3 separate regions of the Zea mays genome follow, and regions 1 and 3 are each linked to region 2. The links are chromatin contacts, called in public Hi-C maps. All regions are on one chromosome and are shown on one strand. Each heading gives the region's core, a stretch centred on a gene start, on an enhancer-like site or on the middle of the called end of the contact. The rest is flanking DNA. Distances are from core to core; before and after follow the strand shown.

Region 1 (4,633 bases), core at 1,827-4,326, 100 kb before region 2:
AAACGAAACGGAGGGAGTATGACCTACGGTTCGATCATGATCTAAAGACTCAGGAGGCTGGCTTGCACAGCAGTCGACCAGTCGTTCCCCACAGTGAATAGGTAGCATTGAAGAAAGGGGGGGTGGGGGGTCAGCGCCTTCTACTAGAGGTTAAGAAATTTCCTACATTTGACATACAGTATGAATGATTGATCTGCACTAAAACAAGCCAGCGCACAGTGTTCTTGGAAATCCAAAATAAAAAACGTAATTTAAGCAATATTTTGAATTTCAGAACCAATCATCTAAGATAGAACTGGTTAGTGAGATTGGTACATTAAGTGCACAGTAGCATCTCTTTAAGCTGATCTTTCGCATAGATAGGTAAGTTGTCAGCGTCATGACAGTTTCAGGACAGTAGGTGCAACTTTGAAAAGAACAATTTGATAGACAGCATAGTGGATAAACAAGAAACATGGCCACATGGGACAAAACAACTTTAGACAAAAAGCATAGTTGATAAATGAAGACACTGAGGACAGACCTCCAGCTGACTCATGATATCCATAGTCGTGCTTAAGCTGCGCCTGCTTCCATGATACGCATCAGTGAGGTTGTGCAATGAAGCCCCTGAAATTTTAAGGAAAAATCTTAAGCTCAAAGGACCACACCCCACATGAAAGAAAAAATCACAAACCATCACCATACCAATGCTAGAATCTCCATTGTAGTGACTGGCAGTGGCATCCCTTCTGCTTGTGTTATAATGTCCCCCATTCCTTAGATTCTTCACCCATGGAGCAGCATTTGGACTCATGGAACCTGCAGTTGGACTCAAAATTGCGGCTTGGGACCGTTCGTCCATATAAGTTGGGCCAGACAAGTTAATTTTTGGGCGTGTATTCAGTTTGTCCCTGATAAAAGGTGAAGCATGGTGCTGCACGCCCAGTGTCTGGTTTGGAGAAAATATTGATGTGTCAATGCCATCATTAATCGACAGGCCTGTGAGTGATAGACTGTCAGGTCCAGGACTTTCGTCTTGTCCCAGGACTTTGAAATCAGGGGTGATGTCGTCAGGGAGCTGTTGCTGCCAGTACTGATGTGCTTCTTCATCAGAGTTACTTCGTAAAATGGATTCTGGCTTGTCTGTGCTAGATTCTTTAGATGACCCTGAGACAATCATAGTTGCATCTGATTTCTTGGAGGAATCACTGAAAGATCTAAGGGACGAAGGAACAAATTCCTCTGCATTTGGATTTAGTGCAGTGCTCTTGCTTATCATACTTATCTTCCTCTCTTCTATGGACATCGCTGACGGACAGATGTACCTCTTCTCAAGAATGGTAATTGGTAAGATTGTTACAGAGAGTACGGCACACCAAAGAGTACAACTCTTCTAGAGTAATTGTTCGTTGTGCCTATTAGACATTATTAGGCATGGTATTAAAATTTAGATTTCTGCAAATAGAAACTTAACAGAAGCCCAGACCGCTTCTAAGAATGAAGCAACTGGCCTTGATCATGATATATTTGAGTGGAACTAACTTGGAAAAATAACGACAAAGAAAATTCAAAACCATTGGCCTCTCACAGCCATACTACCGCAGATACTACATCCTTCAACATGACTAAATAAAATTTAGATTTCTGCAAATAGAAACTTAACAGAAGCACAGACCGCTTCTAAGAAAGGAGCAACTGGCCTTGATCATGATATATTTAAGCGGAACTAACTTAGAAAAATAATGGCAAAGAAAATTCAAAACCATTGGCCTCTCACAGCCATACTACCACAGATACTACATCCTTCAACATGACTAAACAATGAAATTACAGCAAGATAAGCCATAAATTCCAAATCACTAAGAAAAAAATTGGGGGCAGGTACGGATGAAAAAGGTCTCGTGTCAAATAGAAATTGTTTTATGCTGAAAGTGGGAAAACAGAAAACCTAAAGATTTGGATTTATGCAGAAGAAAATGGGCACAAGATACCAAACATGCACAAAGCAGCTCTATGGTACAGAGCTGAACATCCCTAACCCTAATCACTCCTGGATTGGATTTCAAACTAGCACAAGCACAGTGCCATTCATATTTCACACTTCAAAAAAAGATAGAAGATTAAGAACTCCTATTGTTTGGGGGATCCAATTATGAGCAAATGACTTCTATTCTAGCATTGGTACATCAGATATCTAGTACAATCAAAAGGTTGCTGTATTCCAACATAAAGTGTTTAAAATGTAATATTCTGATGGCAAACAATTCATGGTAGAAGAAAACATGTGCCACTAAATTCATCATTGTTCTTTGTTGACCAAGCAGAAGGATTCTACAATCACCACCTTGCACCGGGCAATAATAACTGAAGTATATGCTCGCTACTGCTCTATTCTAATAGTATTTGACATCAGCTACTGCACCATTATCCATCCATACGCAAAAAACACGGGGAATTGGAAATTTGAAGAAGACGGAACATTTAAAACCAGCATCTTTACTATAAATATATAAAAAACAAGCTCAGGTGCGACGCAACAGGAATACGTCCCTCCGGAAGCAGGGGCGGGCTTCACGTGACCCCCAAAATTTTGGAAAACAAGCTGCACCAACACCTTGATTAGGTAACAAGAAAGCAAGAACTCGTACACGGTCAACTCATGTCGATCTTGCCCGTTTACAAGAAGAACAAGATTCTAGACAGACCGCGGATTGATGTATTGGATTAGCAGGACATCCAGCAACACAAAACTCTACAACTAACTGAACGAAGCAGAAGAAGGATTTTAGGGTTCGATTGGCAACAAAGCCCTTTGGACTAGGGAATCCAGGCATCCAAGCAAGCTCGGATATGATTGCTTACCAAAACGAAGGCGAGACTACCGTGCCCGGACGGATCTCTAGACCGAGAGAAGAGGAGCTGTGGATGAAGTGGACTGAGAAGCAGCGGGCTGAGTACAGGCGCAGGGAGGGAGGGGCCGGCGGCGATGCGCTCGGCGCCGTCGCGTATAGCGGCGGCGTGTGCGTGGAGTGAGTGCGGAGGCAGATTGCAGCCACACGTTGACACTTCACCTGTTGCCTTCGCCCTACGCCCAATTGATTTTCTGTGGCACTTCTTTCTTTGCTACTCCACCTTGTAATCACGGTGTGGTACACAAATGCGGGTGCGTCTTCCTTCCAAATTTTGGGAACGTATCCTGTGCTCATAGAGCACTTGTGCTCATATGAGCACTTTAAATCTAGTGCCTTCATTTCTCATCCAGGGGGTGAGGGCAGCAGTGGCACACAGAAGAGATAGGCGGCGCGGCGCAACAAGGGTGACACATAGAAGAAACTAGAAAATGTCTATTCACACTTAGATGAGAAACGAAGGCACCAGATTTAAAGTGCTCATATGAGCACAAGAGCTCCATGAGCACATGATACGTTCCCCCAAATTTTACTCAGAATGTTTTTAGTTTATAAGTTGATTTTTAAATTTTTAGACAGACGCACCAAGATCTATAACACTAAATTAATTTTATTATTAAATCAAACATAAAGTGTATTAATTCGGTGTTGTAGATATTAATATATTCTTTAATACGTTTTAAAAAGTCAGGAAGTTTTATCCATAACAAAATACAGGACATAAACTTAAAAACAAAGTTGTAATTACTACTACATTATTGTAGCAGGTATATGCAATACCACGGTCGCATTTAAAATTTAGCATCCTCTGTTTCAGAAGCCAGAGTTTTTCAAGCTATTCTAGTGCTTCGATTATGAAAAACCTACAGAACCGACGGTCTTCAATCTCAATAGGAGAGTAGTGTAAAGTGCGTATACTGCGACAGCACACAGTTATATTTAGTATCTATAAAAATATAATATTAAAATGAATATATGGTCCATATATCGAATATTAATTTGATAAGAACAAATATTTCATTGTATCTTAGCTAACATGACGAAAAAGATATGAGCTAAAAAGGTAGTCCAACTTTTTTTATAGCCTGCTCGGTCGCTCGTCTTTCATCAGCTAGCGAGACGATAGTATATAGTAGCCTTACGCTTCTTGTCGTGTGGGGGCTTGAGTGTTTTTTCAAAACCTATTTGTAGCATAACAGTTTATTGAGTCCATCGTTATGCGAAAAATGAGGGACATAAAAAACTTATGCGCGACGTGACACACAACGTGCGATGCACATAACTGATGTTTTAAAAAAGTAGAGATTGGCCTACTGCATCGTTAATGTCTATTTCTTCATTTTAAATTGTATCCAATAACATTTTGAAAACTTAAATTGCATGAATGAAATGATTAGTTTCGGTTTAACTAGTATGTTTTTTTGTCTCTTTACATGCCCTATGTAAATAATGTTCTTAATCTATGTATCCCGTTCAAATGGTTTACCATGATTAAATATTGTCATGATATTCTTTGGAAAAACGTTATGCCTATTTGAATGGGCCAATAGCTAAATTTAGCTAACACTTTGGTTAGTTCCTCTCCTTTAGCCCATTCACATGGGCCCTATGAACTTTATGTTGCACTGGTGCTAAGAAAAGACAAATAACTCTAAGAGTTGATTTGGTGTTCGAGGAATTAGAGTAGATCCTCGGAGAGAAAATTCATTGCCCTTCATTGAATAACAAGAAAATTTCTCTCT
Region 2 (4,986 bases), core at 728-3,227:
CAACTTCTCCACACATAAATACAACCAAACACACTATAAGTTCATAACAACAGCAGCCACTGCTGCTATTCATCTTTGAAACCGCGTTTGTTCTACTGGACATGGCATACACACGTTCAGATCAGAGGCGGATCCATAGGGGGGCAAAGTAGGCCATGCCCCCCCCCCCTCAATTTTGTACACCCTTTTATGTATATGATTATTTAGTATTAAGTGTAGAAAAAAAATCAAAGTTTTAGATAGTATAGAGTCTTGTTCTAAATCTCTAAAACTAATAGCTAGTTGCTAAAATTAGTCGAGAGGTTTAGAATGGATCAACTAATTGTTAGTTATATTCCTCAAATAAATATTAGTTGTTAGATGCCACAGCCCAGCTAAAACCAGTTAACAGTTAGCTATAAAGGTTTAGAACATGACATAAAACAACCATGTTATGAGCCTGCTCGTCTGATCCTCTCGGTCTAGTCCTTGCATCTACCTGTCTAACTCTAATCTTTTCGACACCACCTAAACCGGTCTGTTCGCTGTCCTGTTTCCGCCGCCGACCCATTCCCGATGCGACGCCACCCGACTTCGCCCCTTCCTGCCGCCTTCGTCCCTTGTTTTGTTTTTACATGACGTCAATCCGCTCGACAAGCTAGATCTCGCTCGTCGCAACGATATGACTTATCCCATGCGGTCGATGGACATGGCGAACTAAAAAATCATGTCTCTCATGTGGTCTTTTTGGCCCCCCCTGAATTTTCGTCCTGCGTCTGCCACTGGTTCAGATCATGATCACCATCAGCCGTTTGAATTCAAAATCGAACGGCTTGGAGTCGTATCATCTGAAAAGGATGCTGCCGTTCTCTGGCAAGTCGCAATTGGTCGGTCGTAACTCGTTTGGGAAACTCGTCTGGCAAGTCGCAATTGCTATTCACACATGAAACGACCAAAAGACGAGATAAATTTATTAAACTTAATTAAGTATATATTTCATACTCCTAAGGGCATGTACAGTGGAGAGACACCAAAACGGTTCTTCAAGCACGAGAGACAACTAATAGACTCTATTATACAATGGAGTGTCTATAAATGTAGTCTACTAATAAATACAGAATTAAATGCATTTGTACAGCAGTAGATTGATAGAACAGACGACAAATTCGTACAGTAGGAAGTGAGGCGTCTATTACTACTTGGTTTACGAGCCAGAGACGTCTCTTCACGGAGAGACGGCTCTAAGATTTTTTTGCAAATACACCCCTTAAACACCTTAAGAGCCTCCACATTAAACACCATTATACATGCCCTAACTAATTTTTAAACGTTTAACGTGACATAAACTAAACTAGTTTAGTCAGGGAACCCAATACCCCTCGAAGCTGAAGCCGCCCACGCTTTTCCGATCCATTCCACCCCGGTGCAGCAAAAAACCATCCCATCCCCCGGTGCAGCAAATATCATGTAAAACGGCTTGGCTCATTCCAGCATGTTCCCCTTTTGGATCTTGTGACTGGAGGAACGATGCTCTGCAAAATATTCTGCAGGGAGAGTACTTCGATATAAGTGGACGTGGATCTTGTGAACAACTTTTGTCGCTAATGGGGCCCGGCCGGTGACAGAAAAAAAAAAAGGAGGCTGCTCGTCTTTTAGGGCGGTGGCCGGTGCCATCTCAAATCCAACCCGTTTCTTCCACCTCCTTCTGCCTCGTGCTCGATCGTGGCCACCACGGCTTGCTTTGCTTCAGTGCGTTGACTGCGTTTGGATGTTCGGAAGGACGGTAGCTGTCCCCAAGATCAAGAACGCACTCGCCTCTTGACGTTCCTGCCGGGCATGTCTCCCAACCGTGCGCGCGTGTTCCACGCATGCAGGCACCAGGCAAGGCATTGCCATGCGACCGGCGACCGGCGACCAGACTTGGCATGCCTTGGCAATTGGCATCGGGAGTTGGCAACGATTGAAGAACGAAACTCACTACTACCTCAGGTACCAGGCCAACTGCCAAGAGCCCAGTGCCACGCATAGCATGGGTTGGGCTTCCCCTTCGCGCCACGAGCAGGGCGGGCCGTGATGGTGGTTCTTTCGTATGGCATCGCTACGCAGCCCACCGAGAATCAGAGATGCACCGCAATGTTAGGCATATACATCCACATACATAATCCGTATCTTAACAAATAGTATTTGAGAGGTATGTGGAAAAAAACATAAACGATATATTTTAGCGAAGAAACGTCTCTACCATGGTTTTCTAAGTGTAAAATATAATCTCACTCATACAGCTCACATAAATGAGTCGTGCGCTAAGAGTTTCTAGTGAATAAGATACACGATATAGATGCATTGAACTGTATGAACAGGTTTTTTAGGTGTATCTAATGTTTAGAAAACCGCAACAAAATATTAGAATGTACATGCCCTTATATCGTGCACGTGGGATCTCACCACCACATTAGGGCTGTCCGACTGAGTTATACCGTCTCCAGTTGCCCATATTAGAGCGACTCCAATACTTACTTAAACCATTGTCCCAATTAGTTTTTTGGGAAGAAAAGGAAAACCATGTGTCCAACAGACTCTCAACTCTTGTCCCTAAAGCCTCGCACGCGAATACATCCTCACCTAGTGCGCAAATCTCCGCCGACCGGCAGGCTCCCAATCTAGATGGTGGTTTCAGTTCCCACGCCCTTTTGACGCCTACGTGCTTCATCCAATCTCCCTCGATCTGCAGTTCGCGTGCACTGGACAAGCAGGTCAGGCGGTGGCAGTCTTCAACCAAGCGGAGGTCGATGCAAACTGCTATTGCGATGGATCCTATCGGTGGGGAATCCATGACGCAAGATGATTATGCGATGGCGACTCAAAATCCATCTGCAACCGGTCTTGAATTTGAGGTAAGACGTTTAATTCGTGAGCTTTTTTATTTCAATTCACAAATGGTTGCACATCGTGTTCTTGCGCCGCCGCCTGCTGAGAAAGGGTAGTCCATGATGATTTACATTTTGGGATGTATTAATTTCGTAGATCGTACTAATTTTGCTAGTTTGTGTCGCCCCTTTGGTGTATGTGCTGCTGAGAAAGGAAGTATAGAGCAAGTTTTCAACTAGTTTGAATTTCTATGAAACAATTTCTGTAGCCATTGGCTGATAACACATCCTTTCTGTATGCACTGTATGAACTCAAGATAAACGAAGTACAGGTTATGATGATTCTTGAATCTTGATTGATTTCTGTAAATGGGAATCAAAATGTCATGTATGTTGGAAATACCTCTGATTTATAGTTTTTTTTATATAGGAGGCACTTACAATGCAAGGATGATATTTTAGTAACCTGATGAGCGAGGGTAACAATAACATGTCTTTGGATGACTACGGTATTATTTCTAAGCAGCATCCATCTATAGTTGTGACTTCATCTAGACCAAATCAGAAAGGTCTGCTAATTTCAGCCAGCAGGAGGATGCTTTGGTTGTCTCAGCGTGGCTGAACATTAGTTTGGATCCTGTGAATGGCACAAACCAAACTCGTGGTACATTTTGGAAGAGAGTTTATAATTACTATCACAACCATAAAACTTTTCCATCAGATCGTTCTCAAAGTTTTATATCTCATCGATGGGGATTTATTTTGGAGAGCGTTAACAAGTTTTGTGCCTGTATATCTGATATTGAAGGAGAAGGCAAAGTGGTGTCACATTGCAAGACAAGGTAGTTTTTTAATATTTTGTTTTGCAACCTATAATGTATATTTCAAAGTTGTAGTAACCAAGTTGTGTTTGTATCACATGTGCAGATTGTTCAAGCAATGGCTCTCTACAAGTCTAGAGACAAGGACAAAAAATCTTTCCAATGCATGCATTGCTAGAACATATTGCGTAACCAACCAAAGTGGCATGAGAAGCGCAAGCTGATGGATGATCTAAAAAAGTTGCTAACAAAAAGCAAAAGACAAATATAGTTTCTATTCCTGGAACTATCACTCCCATCATCAATGAATCAAGAAACTGCAATCCTATCAATGATTATAGCAGGCCCGAAGAGGAAACTCCTAAAAGACCAATAGGTATCAAAAAATCTAAAGAAGTAATGCGACGAGGTGGTGTTGAGTCTTACATGGAGGCTTCTAAGAATTTCTGGGATAAAAAGAAAGAGTGATGCGGAGAAAGAGAAGAAAAAAGAGGAGAGATTCAATCTGGCATATGAAATAGAGAAAGAGAGGCTTCAACTTGATCAAGTAAGAGCTAGCACCGAACAAATGAGGGCTGATACAGAATAGGTCAGGGCTACAAATGAGGCCAAAAATCTTGAAGTAAAGGATAGTCAGCTACAAATGAAAATAATGTTAGAGGAAGAGAGGATTATGACTCTGGAATTAGACACAATGCCTGAGCACCTACAACAGTTCTACAGAAATTTGCAAAATGAAATTATTGCTCGTCGTGTTTATAAATGAGGTGATTTTTTGTTATTTATGAATCCTCGTTCACTTCTGGTTGTTGGATTTCCTACGGTTCATGTGCTAGAACTGTACTTAACCATTCTAATTTCTTTGCAGTTTGGAGTTCACAAGACTAGTAGATAAATTCAGAATCAGGGCTGCAAGTCTGTGCAGTCGTTTCTTGGCATGGCATGCAAGACACTTGTTTTAGATAATCATTAGTTAGTTTCAGAGAACCATTATTTGTTTCTTTCATGCAAATTGCTTACTGTTTCATTCAGACAAATAATGTGATTAGTTTCGTTGATAGAACTAGTGTGTTTACTTTCATCAGAATTGCCTTTGATTTTATTTGTTTCTTTCATGTTGTCACAATGCAGTTTGAATAGGATGCCTGTCATATTATCGAGCACTACCCACAATCACGAGTGGTCTTCTATAATAAAAATGTATAGACTTATGAGGAGCCAAGAATATGTTAATTTCATAAAAAATTGCAGATAAAATTGAATAGTTTATACTGGTTGGTTGTAAATACTTATTGAACGCAACTAGACCAATGTCGAGT
Region 3 (4,714 bases), core at 2,120-4,619, 80 kb before region 2:
CCGAGCATTGTGCTTAAGGTAGAGCAGGCCAAGACCTTGAACCCCTAACCCCGCCCTTACGCAGCGGCACCTTTGTCCATGTGAGGTGGGCTGGGTCCTAGACCTGTGCTTTGGACCCGTGGGTGGTCGAACCCAGGCACCGGAGGATGCTACTGATGCTCCGAGTCCACCTGACGTCCTGACCCCACCTGGCCAGATGCTCGTTTACATGTTCAGTACTTATTGAGACTCTTGACCGAGGACATTTCCACGATCCTGATATGAATCTGTTGAATTGTTCTGCTGAAAACGTGATAACTTAAATTTTATTTTCTCCAATAAGCGTGTGGAATAGATTCTGTAATTCATATGGTCCAATCTAATTTCTGTCTATCTCAAGTTAGGTGTAAAGCAAAATTCAAAAGTCATATGTTATCTTGTTCAAAATTTGGACAGCATCAACCCACGTGGTTGAAGGTGGTTGATGGGTGAAGCTGTCAAGTCTGAAAGTGACAAGGCACTTGATCAGAGTAGAATTGGACATGCACATATGTCATTGTGGCTATAGTTGGAAAGTAACAAGCATAATTTTTCCTTTGGCCAAATTCTTATTACCAATATATGCAAGCATTTTTCTTAAAGGTAACAGAACTTACTGGTTTTTGAAAGAACAACAGAACTTACTTGTATCAGTTGGTGGGCGACCAGTTCGGCATCGCCGTGGATAAGGGATGTTGTCACCTCCAAGGATTGGCCTGATGAACTCTTTCCCCCGATCTGGATTCCCCAAATCATTGTATGTTGCATAATCATAGATTCTGTCAGATAGCTTCCGTACTCCTGTGCCATCTCCTCTAAGGTCCTTCAATTCCTTATCCCGTAGTTCTCTAAGCCCGGGTGGTGTTTCAGATGGTAAGTACGGCTGCATGAGATTATCTAGGTCTTATCAGAAATATGATGCCACAAATTCCTATTGGGTAAATTCTTAATCTTAGTTACGTTCTCATAAAGAAGAAAAATAATCCATTTGATGCTTATAGGCAACATATGGGGGTGACCCTAAATAAGGCTAATGCTGAAACTGCACAAAATTATGGATTTTCAATGGTTCTTGCCCTATTATCTACTAAACTGTAAGAGATCTGCAGAATATCAAATTTGACAGGGCTCATAAAAAACAACTATCCATGTGTCTAAACCTTGACTTGTGATTTCTATTGTTTTCAATTTTATCCTATTGTAACTTGTTTGGGACTAAATGCTTTGTTGTTTTTGAAAATTAACAGTAGGGGTGAACCCCTACTGTGATAAGATTTATAGATAAAGGAGTTCAAAGACTGTACATGGAGAAGGCTTTGTTGTTGTTACTACTAAAACACATATGAACATACAGTGCAAGGGATTGATGACCCACTAAGCTCAGGCACTACAGATATGTTCTACTGAGGCCTACTCAAAAGCTGGTCATTTGGACAGCGCATGGACATATCGATTAATCATGCCTTTAGACTGGGCTCCGCGTTTTATAGTGAATGGCCTCCTTTCACTATCAACATCGAAGAAAAGGATGCATGACCAACTTGCCAACGGACATGGCGATCATTTGGCACAGGACTGATAGCACGCACATACTAATGACAATTGATGATAATCTAGTACCAGAAAGTCCAGGTCCAGTCATAGGTTGACAGCACGTTTTTCTTGAACTAGTAAGGAAATAAAATGCTTGCTAGTACAACCTTTTTCTTTAGCACAAAAATGCTTATTACCTTGTTACTGAAGAACACCCTCTTTCCCGGCAGTTCCCTGGTGGACTGCACCCAGGAGTTGCAGGCGAAGTGCACCGGACCACACGGCAGCCCACCCTCGACGACGATGCTTTCCAGAAAGAACTCCCGATGGTGCCGGTTGGCCACGGTGATGGCGCCAGGCTCGCCGAAGTCTGAATCCACCATGAACTCAGCCGTGTACACGACGTGCTCTCCCTTGACGCCCCTCTTCTGGCACCAGTCTTTGATCGATGCCTGACCGCTGTGCAACGGCTTCTTGGTCCCTGCCAATGATTCACGTGGCACGACCCGGGAACGGGAAGGTTAGGACGATCTTGAGAAGAGAAGTCAAATTTGGAGACATGGAAAGCGATTGTATCAGCTTTGGGTGGCGACCACATGGTGGTAATGGAGAGGCGGGGAAAACATGTTTCGTCAGTATTGCATAGTGATGAGTTTAGTGACTCATTTGAGCTTGAATTATTCAGAGCAGTGATCAGGCGGGGCTACTACTGCTAAAGGGAGGCTATACTGTTTTGCTTTGCAGTGCTTTCAAGGCTGGGACTGGGAGCCTGGGAGGTAGGAAGAAAATCTGATCCATTTGTTCTCTTCTTGAAGAAAACATGGTCAAGCGAAAGATGCCAACGGTTAAAAAGTTGAACGGCTCCAGTTATTTAGTTCGTCCCTTGTTTGTTCGGATTAAACAATTTGTTGAAAAATGCAGAGCGAATATACTAATGCAGAGAATCGCACACGCGAACGCCGGGACAAGCCTTTGTTATCATGTCTCCATTATTGAAGATCCGCAGAAAGATCTGTTGATCATGTGCATCTAGTTAGCATCTTCCTGATTGCCGGTGCCACCTTCCGATCGGGGCGGTCAGTCAAGAACAGGCGGAGATGCCCCAAAAGGCAAAAGCTTTGCACGTTAAAGCTCTAACGACTATCCAAAGGAAGCAAAAAATAGAGGCAGAGGAGACTTGTCAAGAGCAGGCAGGTCAACTCAGAGAGAGAGAGAGAGAGAGAGAGAGAGAGAGAGAGAGAGAGAGAGAGACTAGTGGATTGGACGAGGACAGGGAGCAAGGGCCGGCGTGCTTACTGGGGTGGATCTTGGTGCTAATGAGCTCGAGCGCGACGCTCCGGCCAACCATGTCCCATAGCGCGTCGAGGTGGCCGGCCAGCGCCTCCTTGAGGTCCTCCTTGTGCTTGCGGCGCACCGTGAGCGCGGCCCGCACCAGCACCTTCTCCGGCCGCCTGCCCTCCGGCGCGCCCTTCCCGGTCCCGGGCGCCGCGAGCCTCGGCAGGTCCTCGCTGATGGCAGCCACCACCTTGAGCCCCTGCCGCTGCCTCCTCCTCCCCTGCTGCTGCTGCGGCGGCGGCGCGCGGTGGTGGAACGGCGCGAGGCAGAGCTTGTTCGCGCCCCGGCGCCCCGGCGCCAGCCTCGCCGCGGCAAGCCCCCGGCGAAGGCCCGTGAGGTCCCTGCATGGCGCGGCCATGCTAGCTGCTGCGCCTGGGATCCCCGGTTTTGGCTGCGCTCAGGCGGGTCCGCGGGAGCTAGTGAGCTGAGGTGGTTGGCGTCGTCGTGATGGAGCAGCGGCGGCAGCCGCACTGCAGCAGTGACTAGGATTTAAGCAGAGGAGGAGGAGGATGCCTCGGCCTCGTGCGCTGCTCTTTTTTATGTTTGCAAGTCCTGGCAGGACGGAAGGGAACGGAGTCTTGGTGGCATTGCACGGAAGCTGGCCTGCTCCCTGTTCCTGTTTGACCTGAGAAAACCGTCATCTTGTTATGACCAGTAACTTAGCTCGCGCCCTGCGCGAGTCTGAAACTGCTACGTTTACACAGTTAATCAAACACTGTTGTAGACATGTAGGAGCAATAATATATTAGTTTACCAGCGACCAGCCGTCATCTAAAAAACACGCACACTCAGACAGCCAATTAGTTAGTTAGTTTATTGGAGTTCTTATCATAAATTTGTTCTAATTAATTAAAGTTTCTTAGGTCCTTATTAGGAGTTTGTTAGGAGTCTTATATCTACCCAAGTCCCTAGCCCCTATATAATGTAATCACTTAACAAAAAAAATGAAAACAAACAAGATATATAATATCTTCAGGGTGACCCATTGGTTTAGAACGTATGATGATTTTCATAAACAAGAAAAGAGTATTGTTGGTCACTGTGAATCAAGAACAAGTCAACACAATTGTTAAAAATCAGACATTTGTCCTCCGAAACATTATTTTCTCCTGGATATAACGATCTTCAGACGAAGGTTATGAAAGACACGCTTTCAGCATGAGAATGGAAATACATAGAGATAATGAACGTAATCCGCTGGCTCATACGCATATGTATTTTATAATGCATACATGAATATTAACAGGATTTATATTACATTGATACATTCGACTTGTTCGAATGTGTTGATACGAGAACAATTACAATTCAGCATGAACAGTATGGGGTACTGTTCACCTATTTATAGGCACGGGACGCATCCCGGGTAAAAGTATATTTATGTTCTTAACATTTATTCACAACTATAACATAAATTATTAGGGACTAGCTAGTCTTTTCTTCTTCGGTTTAGCACCATGCTTGGTCTTCATCACCACTTTAAGTTGAATCTGTCACTCTTCAGCTATAGCTTTAGCGTTCGTTCTTATCATCCCCAAGTTATACCTTCGTCTTGTATATCGTCATCATAGGAGAAGACTCCCATCATGAGCCAAAGCTTCCTGTCATCCCCAAGTTATACCTTCAGCTCAAAGATTATCCTCACAATGATGCTATGGTCATATCTTGTGTCATCAAGGGATTTCTGGTTCATAATGTCCTGGTTGATACAGGCAGTGCAGTTGATATCATATTTGCTAAGTCCTTCAGACAGATGCAAGAGCAAAAAGACAAGATTCACGATGCTACACATCCTCTATGTGGCTTCGGAGGAAGACATATTGTGGCA

The links. A called contact is a pair of places that touch in the nucleus more often than the background predicts.
Region 1: a contact with region 2 is called in a Hi-C map of tassel, with 2.1 times the contacts expected there. The contact joins the promoter of LOC100279000 here to the enhancer-like site in region 2. A contact is called at or near these places in 4 of 25 Hi-C or Micro-C datasets (endosperm, leaf and tassel).
Region 3: a contact with region 2 is called in a Hi-C map of root tip, with 3 times the contacts expected there. The contact joins the promoter of lox9 here to the enhancer-like site in region 2. A contact is called at or near these places in 13 of 25 Hi-C or Micro-C datasets (bundle sheath, ear, endosperm and 5 more) and 1 of 3 datasets of contacts at active chromatin or transcription factors (leaf).

The regions. Positions count from the first base shown.
Region 1 is chr1:16,862,502-16,867,134 of Zm-B73-REFERENCE-NAM-5.0, reverse strand. LOC100279000 reads right to left here and starts at 3,076. Exons shown (of 7, transcript NM_001360928.1): 1 at 2,845-3,076; 2 at 688-1,397; 3 at 524-609. The coding sequence starts at 1,288.
Region 2 is chr1:16,760,887-16,765,872 of Zm-B73-REFERENCE-NAM-5.0, reverse strand. No RefSeq gene overlaps it. Among protein-coding and RNA genes, the nearest start is that of LOC103631789, 25 kb to the right of the region's middle. Within about 2 kb of position 1,977, at least 18 of the 20 cell types and tissues checked have an H3K27ac peak or open chromatin away from gene starts, as enhancers often do. A contact at or near this core is called in bundle sheath, ear, endosperm and 4 more, where this site is marked.
Region 3 is chr1:16,842,327-16,847,040 of Zm-B73-REFERENCE-NAM-5.0, reverse strand. lox9 (linoleate 13S-lipoxygenase9) reads right to left here and starts at 3,369. Exons shown (of 9, transcript NM_001112507.1): 1 at 2,848-3,369; 2 at 1,749-2,032; 3 at 664-901. The coding sequence starts at 3,244.